Regions from separate parts of the Pan troglodytes genome. Here region 1 is linked to region 2. A link is a contact called in public Hi-C data. All regions are on one chromosome and are shown on one strand. The core of a region is the stretch at or near the end of the contact, and the rest is flanking DNA. Distances in the headings are between cores, read along the strand shown. Region 1 overlaps PDLIM5 (PDZ and LIM domain 5). Region 2 holds the start of PDLIM5 (PDZ and LIM domain 5).

Region 1 (3,705 bases), core at 707-3,206, 130 kb after region 2:
TGTGCATCTGTGTTATGCATGTTGGGACTAGTTAGCATGCATGTTATGCTTTATCAGCCCATTGTTTTTATCTGGAAACATGATGTTTGAGCTGCTAACCTGATTGTGTTTGTCTTTTAAAAAATCAGCTCTGTGTTCTTTTCGGTGAAATATATTTTGCATGTGTTTGGTGTGGTTTTGTGTATGTTTATTTTTGTTTTACATAGGGAGAACCTAAAGAAGTAGTTAAACCTGTGCCCATTACATCTCCTGCTGTGTCCAAAGTCACTTCCACAAACAACATGGCCTACAATAAGGCACCACGGCCTTTTGGTTCTGTGTCTTCACCAAAAGTCACATCCATCCCATCACCATCGTCTGCCTTCACCCCTGCCCATGCGACCACCTCATCACATGCTTCCCCTTCACCCGTGGCTGCCGTCACTCCTCCCCTGTTCGCTGCATCTGGACTGCATGCTAATGCCAATCTTAGTGCTGACCAGTCTCCATCTGCACTGAGCGCTGGTAAAACTGCAGTTAATGTCCCACGGCAGCCCACAGTCACCAGCGTGTGTTCCGAGACTTCTCAGGAGCTAGCAGAGGGACAGAGAAGAGGATCCCAGGGTGACAGTAAACAGCAAAATGGGTAGGTGGCTAAGGGTGCTTTCTGCTCTTACTAAAACTCTTCTTTCAGGTAATTTCCAGGAAATACTCTACATTTCTCTCCCCCAAAACCAACTTTCTTTGAAGGAAGGGAGATGAAGTATTATTTGCCTCATTAACATATGGCCTTTATATACATAGGGTACTTTCTGCAAAGCAATTATCACTTATTCAAAAGCTACTTGTGCATTTTGACATGTTCTGAACCAGGTAACCTCTCTGTAACTCATTTTTTGTAAGTCCCGACACAGCATTGAGCAGCTGGCACTTGTAATGCAAGGCAAATCTTGAATCTTTCTTCCTCAATTTTTTCATTCTTTTAAATAGGCCACCAAAAGTTCAAACAGTGGTTACAGTTGCTGTCACCTTACACAGCTCATCGTAAGGAGAGGGGAAATCATGAATTTGTAAGGGTTTTTTTTTCTAGGAGGTAATCTTAGGAAAACCAGTCCACTTTTGACTCATGTCTATATGTGAAGCATTAGCTTAGAGCAGAGAGCTAACAACATTGTTTTCAGATAAGTTTAAGTTAGAATTTATTCTTTAAAAGCAGACAGTAATGAAACAACAAGGCATGCTTGCAAAGCATTAGAAGCAAATTATAAAATACTTTCGTTGTAAACGTTTTCTGAAATGAGTAAATTTAAGCCATTGGACACTAAACATACAATGTTAGCAGAACACTTTGAAAATCTGTTTCTTATCGTTTTTCCCTTTTGGGGGTATCTTTTTATTAAAAAAATTGGTTGAAGTTATTAACTTATTTGAACTACACATAGTTATAAGATCACACATCTGTTTTTCAGCAACCTTCAATTATTTGTTTATTTTTTTTTAACACTTTCGGTTCAAATATAATGTTATCAGATAGTCAGAAATTTATGTTGAGGAGCAAGGATTTAAGTTGGCCGTGTGAGAGGTTATGTACAGTATCTTTTTTAAAAATAATTCTTTTCTATAATGTAATCCTACTTGCAAAGAAAAAACTAAAGAAAAGAGAGAGAATAATGATGGTCGTTTTATTGCTTTTGGAATTCAGGGATGATACTTTAAGGCAGTCATTTATGTAAAATCATTTTGATCAGATTTATTGTGACAAAAATGTACCTTAAAAGGAAGACAAAGGGAAATAGTCTACAGGCCTGATGATTTTTACCAATGCCAGTTCCCAGGAAAATATAATTAAAATACTTGTGTGGATAGGTCCATTCTCTGAGATAATCCCTTCTGAATGTTAATTCCTGTAATGAAGAGGCTGTGCTTTCTGTAGCACTGCTGCCATGGCAACTTTGGGGCTTTGGAAGAGAAGGTGGCAAAACTCCAGGCTGCTGCTGAGAGAGGGAGAGCAGGAGCTCTAGAAGAACAGCTCCTGGGCTGTACATACGGTCTTGAGGTTGCGGGTGGCTTTCTAAAGTTCTGATATATATATATATTGAGGAAAACTAGTGTCCTTCAAAAAAGAATGTTATTTTTTCTTTCACGTGAGGAAGAGAAACAGTATGGAGTGTTCAGGAGTATTTGGTCGTAATCTTTTTTTTTTTTTTTTTTAGTATGTTTATTTTAAGACAATAGATTTTCGAGTAATCAGAGTAGATATCCTGCAAAGAAAGATGCTGTCTTGTCAAATGCAAGCCACACAGAAGACTAAAACAGAAGTTTACTATGTTTATTAAATTCCAAGTTCAGTAGAAAAACATCCATTGAAGGAAGTGTCTTAACTAAAATCTTTTCTACTAGTGCTTCTTGAAATCTCATAAAAAACTCTTCTTAATAGAAAGTTGTAGAGGTAAAAGCAAACAGGTTATGGAAAAGTACTGCATTTAAAACATCTGAAAATACCAAGCTTAAGTTTTGTGTTTTATAAGCACAGCTTTGGTGATAAAATTTGAAATGATTTAAAGCTTATTATTTTTAAACTGAAACTAGGCAGTATTATAGAGCCTTTATGATGGCTTCTTAATCAATTGGCAGTGTTTATTAAGCACATGCCTGCTGTCCAGCACTGTGCAAAGTTCAGGAGAAAAGAGATTACTACATATTTTGCATCATTTTCAGGCAAGTTACTGCTTTGCATTTGCAAACTGGGTGTATTTAAAAATAGCTTGATTTCAAGTGTCTAGATATTAGGACAATAAAAACTTGATTACTCTGAAAATAAAGTGTGTTGTCTGTGAAACTCTGAGACACATTGGTAGCGCCCTTTCGTTCACAATATTTAGATTGAGAAATAAAAATAAATTACACACTTTACTAGTCAGTGATGTGTCATTTTGAAGAGTAGGTGTTTTGTGCTATTAATGGATGCATTTTTTGCATAAGTTGTCAAACTTTTTCTGGAATCAGTGTCAAACTTGTTAGTATTATATTTCCCAGATTTTTATAATGTTGCAAAATACCTACAACAAAACTCTTTTAAAGTTGAGAGTTGTTACCTTATATTTATATTAGTTATTTTTTAATTTAAAAAATAATACATACCAATGACCAAAAATTTAAGAGTTCAGAAGGATGTAAAGTTAAATGCTTAGGTTGTCTTTTTCCTCAAAGCACCAGGAGGACTATTAGTTTTTAGTTTTTAAGCTAGTTTGATAGCTATTCCACACAAATTTATATAGCACTGATAAACAGACATAAACAGATGCTTATTAATGAAGCATCATTACTAAGAAATAATTAGCTGTTCATCCTAATAGCATGAAATCTATACATAACATCGATATTTTTAGAATATTTTAAATTAATAGTCTGTAAGCATTCCTGTTCCTTCTTATGAGTAAGGATTAAGGCATGTTAAGAAAATTTAAATCTTTCTTCTGTATGTACAAATTATTGGTCATAGATGGCTGTTTTCTTTACTACTCTCCTTACTCTACTAAGAGCCAAATGGGACTTTATATTTCAAACTGGAAGGATTGCTGTTTTGCATCAAGTAGTTTAAGTGATTTACCTTTTCCCTTTCCATATATCCTTGCATTAAAATGTGCCACTGCTTTCAAGAGGTAAGTCTTTTAGTATCTTATAATAATTTTAATTTTGTTGGACTGAAATTTCTTCTAACAGCTC
Region 2 (3,991 bases), core at 32-2,531:
TTCAATTTGGGCATTATATTTTCAACTTTAGTCCTTAAATGTAGTGCTTAAAAGAAATGTTAACGACCTGGCGCGGTGGCTCATGCCCGTAATCCCAGCACTTTGCGGGGCCGAGGCGGGTTGGTCACCTGAGGTCAGGAGTTCGAGATCAGGCTGGCCAACATGGTGAAACCCCATCTCTACTAAAAATACAAAAAATTAGCCGGGCGTGGTGGCGCACGCCTGTAATCCCAGCTACTCAGGAGGCTGAGGCAGGGGAATCGCTTGAACCCGGGAGGTGGAGGTTGCAGTGAGCCGAGATTGCACCACTGACCCCAGCCTGGGAGACAGGGCAAGAATCCGTCTCAAAGAAAAAAAAAGTAAAGAAATGTTATCCTGCTTCAGTTTTAAATGTTAAATTATTTAAAATTACGTAAAACAAAAAAATTCATGGTCTCAGTTACAGTAGCCACATTTCAACTGTTCGATAGCCACATGTGGCCAGTGGCTACCGTTAGGGAAAGAGCAGCTTTGGATCTTCGCCTTTGGAATTTCGCTTGCACTTCTGGGGGCCGGGGAGCTCACGGACCTCATGAAGTTCATCCTTGCTTTATATGCTCCTTGGTTAAGAATTGTCCTTTTCACGTTTTATAAGCCAATTCACAGTGTAACAGTCTAGTTACTTTCCGTATGTTCACTGAACATTATTCACGTTTTCTTATGAATAAATTCCTCGGGCGTATCAAGCAACCCTATAGAAGGCTGGAAAGTGGACTATTGATTTGGATTTAGAAAAATAAACTGAAGATACAGTGGTTGAATCACTTTTGGCCGCTTTTATGTATCACTGTCTTCTGGTGTGATGGACAGGGTTAACTTCTATCTGTTAGGGTTACCGGTTTTCACCTTCCTGACAGGTAAACTTCTGGGTCTGCACTTTTCAGAGCATGGAAAGCTCTTTCAAAACAAAAAACGCAGGCAGTAACCGATGAACTTGCATAGATAGAGATTTATCCAAAGTACCCTTCTATTTTTAGGCAGAGCAACTGCTTGCCAATTTAAATTTCTGGAGAGAAAAATGCACCCACTACAAAACGGACGAGCGGAGGGTTAGACCTTTGCCAGGTAGCGCTCAAAATCCGCTAAGACTACTCCCACCGAAACTCGGTAGCGCAGTTGTCTTTCCGCAGCTGCTTCAGCCAGCCCCAGCAAGCCCGAGCGCCCGGCGCCGCCGCCACCTTCCCCGCCCCTGCGCGGCGCGGCTGGGACTGGCCCAGAGGCGTGGCCGGGAGCGGAGGGGCGTGTCCTGGGTCGGGGGTGGGGCGAGGGAGAGCCAGGAGGCGGAAGTTCCCGCGGGCGGTGGGGACGGCGCCCGCACCGCGAGTCACTTGTCAGCCCTTGTCTGAGGCGGAGGCAGCCCCGCGCCCGCGCCGGACCCGAGGTGAGTGGCGGCCGGCCGGCGATGCGCCTCTCGGATCTCCGGTGGGAGAAGGGAAAGAACCGGCCGCTGTGCGCCGAACGCGAGAAGGGAAGCCCGGTTGGGGACGAGGAGGGGGCGCTCCTCGGGCAGGGATGGCTCCTCAGGTGCTTTCTGGGCGCGGAGCGGCGGAGGTGGGAGAGCAGCTTGGGAAAAGGAGCGCCCGGAAAAGGGCAGCGCTGGAGTCCGCGTGAGGCCAGAGGGCGAGCCCTGGGGTCCCCGCAGCCCGGGCCGACCGGGACCAGCGTAGCGGAGACGGGGACGCGGGAGGGCGCCCGGAGGTGGCGAGGGCCGGCGGGGACGGGTTCCCGGGCACTGCCGCTCCCACCCACCCGGCTGCCGGCGTCGCCGGGCACCACCGTGGTGTGGTGTCTGAGTGCCCAGTCCTGCGCCAGTCTCTTGGAGGGTAGGAAGCGGGACTCAAAGGAAAAGGCGCGTTAGTTTTTCTATGCTCCCAGCCTACTGAGAAGCATTTATTTCTCCCCCAGATATTTACAGTTTTGTGTAACCTGTTTGGGGAAAACTTCTGCGCGTCCAGAAATAAAGCTCGTTTAAGAAACACATTTGTCATGAACACGAGATTTGTTAACACTTGAGTACTTGTTGGGGCTTTTGTAAGACTGTGCCTTCGGTGCGTTTTACAATAAGTGGAAAAAGGAAGGGCGTGTGGACAGGGCAGAGCTTGGAAAGAAAATTCGTGGCGGCGCTGGGCAGGGCAGATTTAGGGTGTGATCGCCAGATCCTATCCCAAGTCCGCCTTCCTGACGGGGAGGACGTCTGAACCCGCCTGCCACGGAAACGGCCCGTTCGGTAGCCTTATTTGGCAAACAAGGCTAGGCGTGAATCCCTCCTGGAAAACTGTCCTGTCGGCTGCTTTCATCCTGTGCCTGTGGCTTTAGTTCTTCAGCTCTACCTACATTCTCTCTCCATTGCGGGGAAAGAGAATCTCAAGATATTTCTCTTTAATTTCAGGCCTTTTTTTTGTCACCCTGTGTAGTTCATCTTGAGTTCTCCTTTCTCCCCTCTCACCCACTAATGAAGCTGAGATACAAGTGTGGGAAATACCAAGCTTCCTTCCCTAGTACTAGAGCAAAGACATTGTTTAGACTTTCCCTAAAAGAAAATCCATAACTATACAGAAATTCCAACCTTTTCTACGTGTTTGAAAGAGTATGCTGCTATTTCCTGCCTGCTTGGTATTTGAGGAAGGGCTTGGGCACTAATAACCAGATGGAGGAGTCTTGGAAAGGCCAATAAAAATATTGCCATTGCTTGGGGCAGAGACTGTTTTAAGGCAGATGAATTCCAAATGAAGCTAGCAGAAGAAGCATCTAGAAATGAACGGACAGTGACTAGAAATGAAATGACACTGGTTTTGTAGTGTGGCTGTGACCTTGCCAGTGCTAGGAATTTTAATAACAAATGAGAGAAGTTAGGAAGGGAATCCCCAAGTAAAGGGAAGTTGCAAGTACATGGGTTGATAATCTAAATGAAATACATTTTCTTGTAGGGAAGAATGGGGCCAGAGGAAGTTGAGCCTAACTTTCATATTATTCCCCAGACACAAGTTAAAGATTAATAAAGGAGGGCAGGCTGCCTGTGAAATATCAGTTGGCTTTACACGATTCTGATTTGTATTGTGTCAATATCAGGACAGTCCTTCTATTAGTTTTCTGAAAATCTTCTCCTTTTATAGCGGGAAAGCAATTGAATTATGTGTGGCTCGTTATTAGCTTCCCACTAGTAGTTTTTCACCTATATATACAGTTTGACTTCCGGCATGGCCTTTGGATCTTTTTTAGTGCTCTGTGCCTATTACTTCATTACTGAAGTAATGTGTTATTGCCTTGTAGTTCAGTATACTACCACGCCAGTAGAAAAGCTGTTTCGGTTTCTGATACAATTTTCTGTAATTTTTATTTTCCCTGATATAATTTTTCTTTAAAAACCAGGCTTATTTGAATGTTTTGCCCCATTTTCCCTTTATGAGAAGAAGGAATGTTTTCTTTAAATATACCTATGGCTCAAATATCTATATCTGCAACTATGAATTTGGGGTGATGGGCTAGAAATTTTGAATGGGTTAAAACATATTTTAAGACAGGTAATATTAGGTGGTGATTTGGTTGAATAGCTTACATTTTCCAAGGAAGTATGTTTTTAATATAAAATTACATATCTGTTATGTTTTTAATATTTTTTAAAGAGAGAGAATTATTGCTTCTTAGTATTCCATTAAAACAAAAGAAAACTTCATTCCTCTGTCTCCTGCCGTTATAACAACCAATAGGAAACTCGAAGTTTTTTTTTTTTTTGCTTTTTAAAAATTATATGAAAGTACTACTAGGAGAGTCATCACACGCACACTTACAGCAGAACAGACAAAAGAAAGCACCGAAGCACTGGTTCTTTTCTAAACTGCCAATTCCATTTGAATGCATTAACCCAGCACTTCTGCTGTATTTAGTCATAATCTTATTCACTGAGTGGCAAATGCTTACTCTCTGCCTGGTGAGGTGTGTGTATAAAACAAAA

The links. Hi-C and Micro-C count contacts between places; a contact is called where the count stands out from the background.
Region 1: a contact with region 2 is called in a Hi-C map of stem cell-derived neural progenitor cells, with 3 times the contacts expected there. The contact joins the enhancer-like site here to the promoter of PDLIM5 in region 2. A contact is called at or near these places in 1 of 7 Hi-C or Micro-C datasets (stem cell-derived neural progenitor cells) and 1 of 1 datasets of contacts at active chromatin or transcription factors (stem cell-derived excitatory neurons).

Annotation. Positions count from the first base shown.
Region 1 is chr3:95,981,230-95,984,934 of NHGRI_mPanTro3-v2.0_pri, forward strand. It overlaps PDLIM5 (PDZ and LIM domain 5), which reads left to right. Exons shown (of 13, transcript XM_517349.9): 5 at 207-625. Among named protein-coding and RNA genes, the nearest start is that of PDLIM5, 130 kb to the left of the region's middle. Within about 2 kb of position 1,957, at least 8 of the 24 cell types and tissues checked have an H3K27ac peak or open chromatin away from gene starts, as enhancers often do. A contact at or near this core is called in stem cell-derived neural progenitor cells, where this site is marked.
Region 2 is chr3:95,850,315-95,854,305 of NHGRI_mPanTro3-v2.0_pri, forward strand. PDLIM5 (PDZ and LIM domain 5) reads left to right here and starts at 1,282. Exons shown (of 13, transcript XM_517349.9): 1 at 1,282-1,420.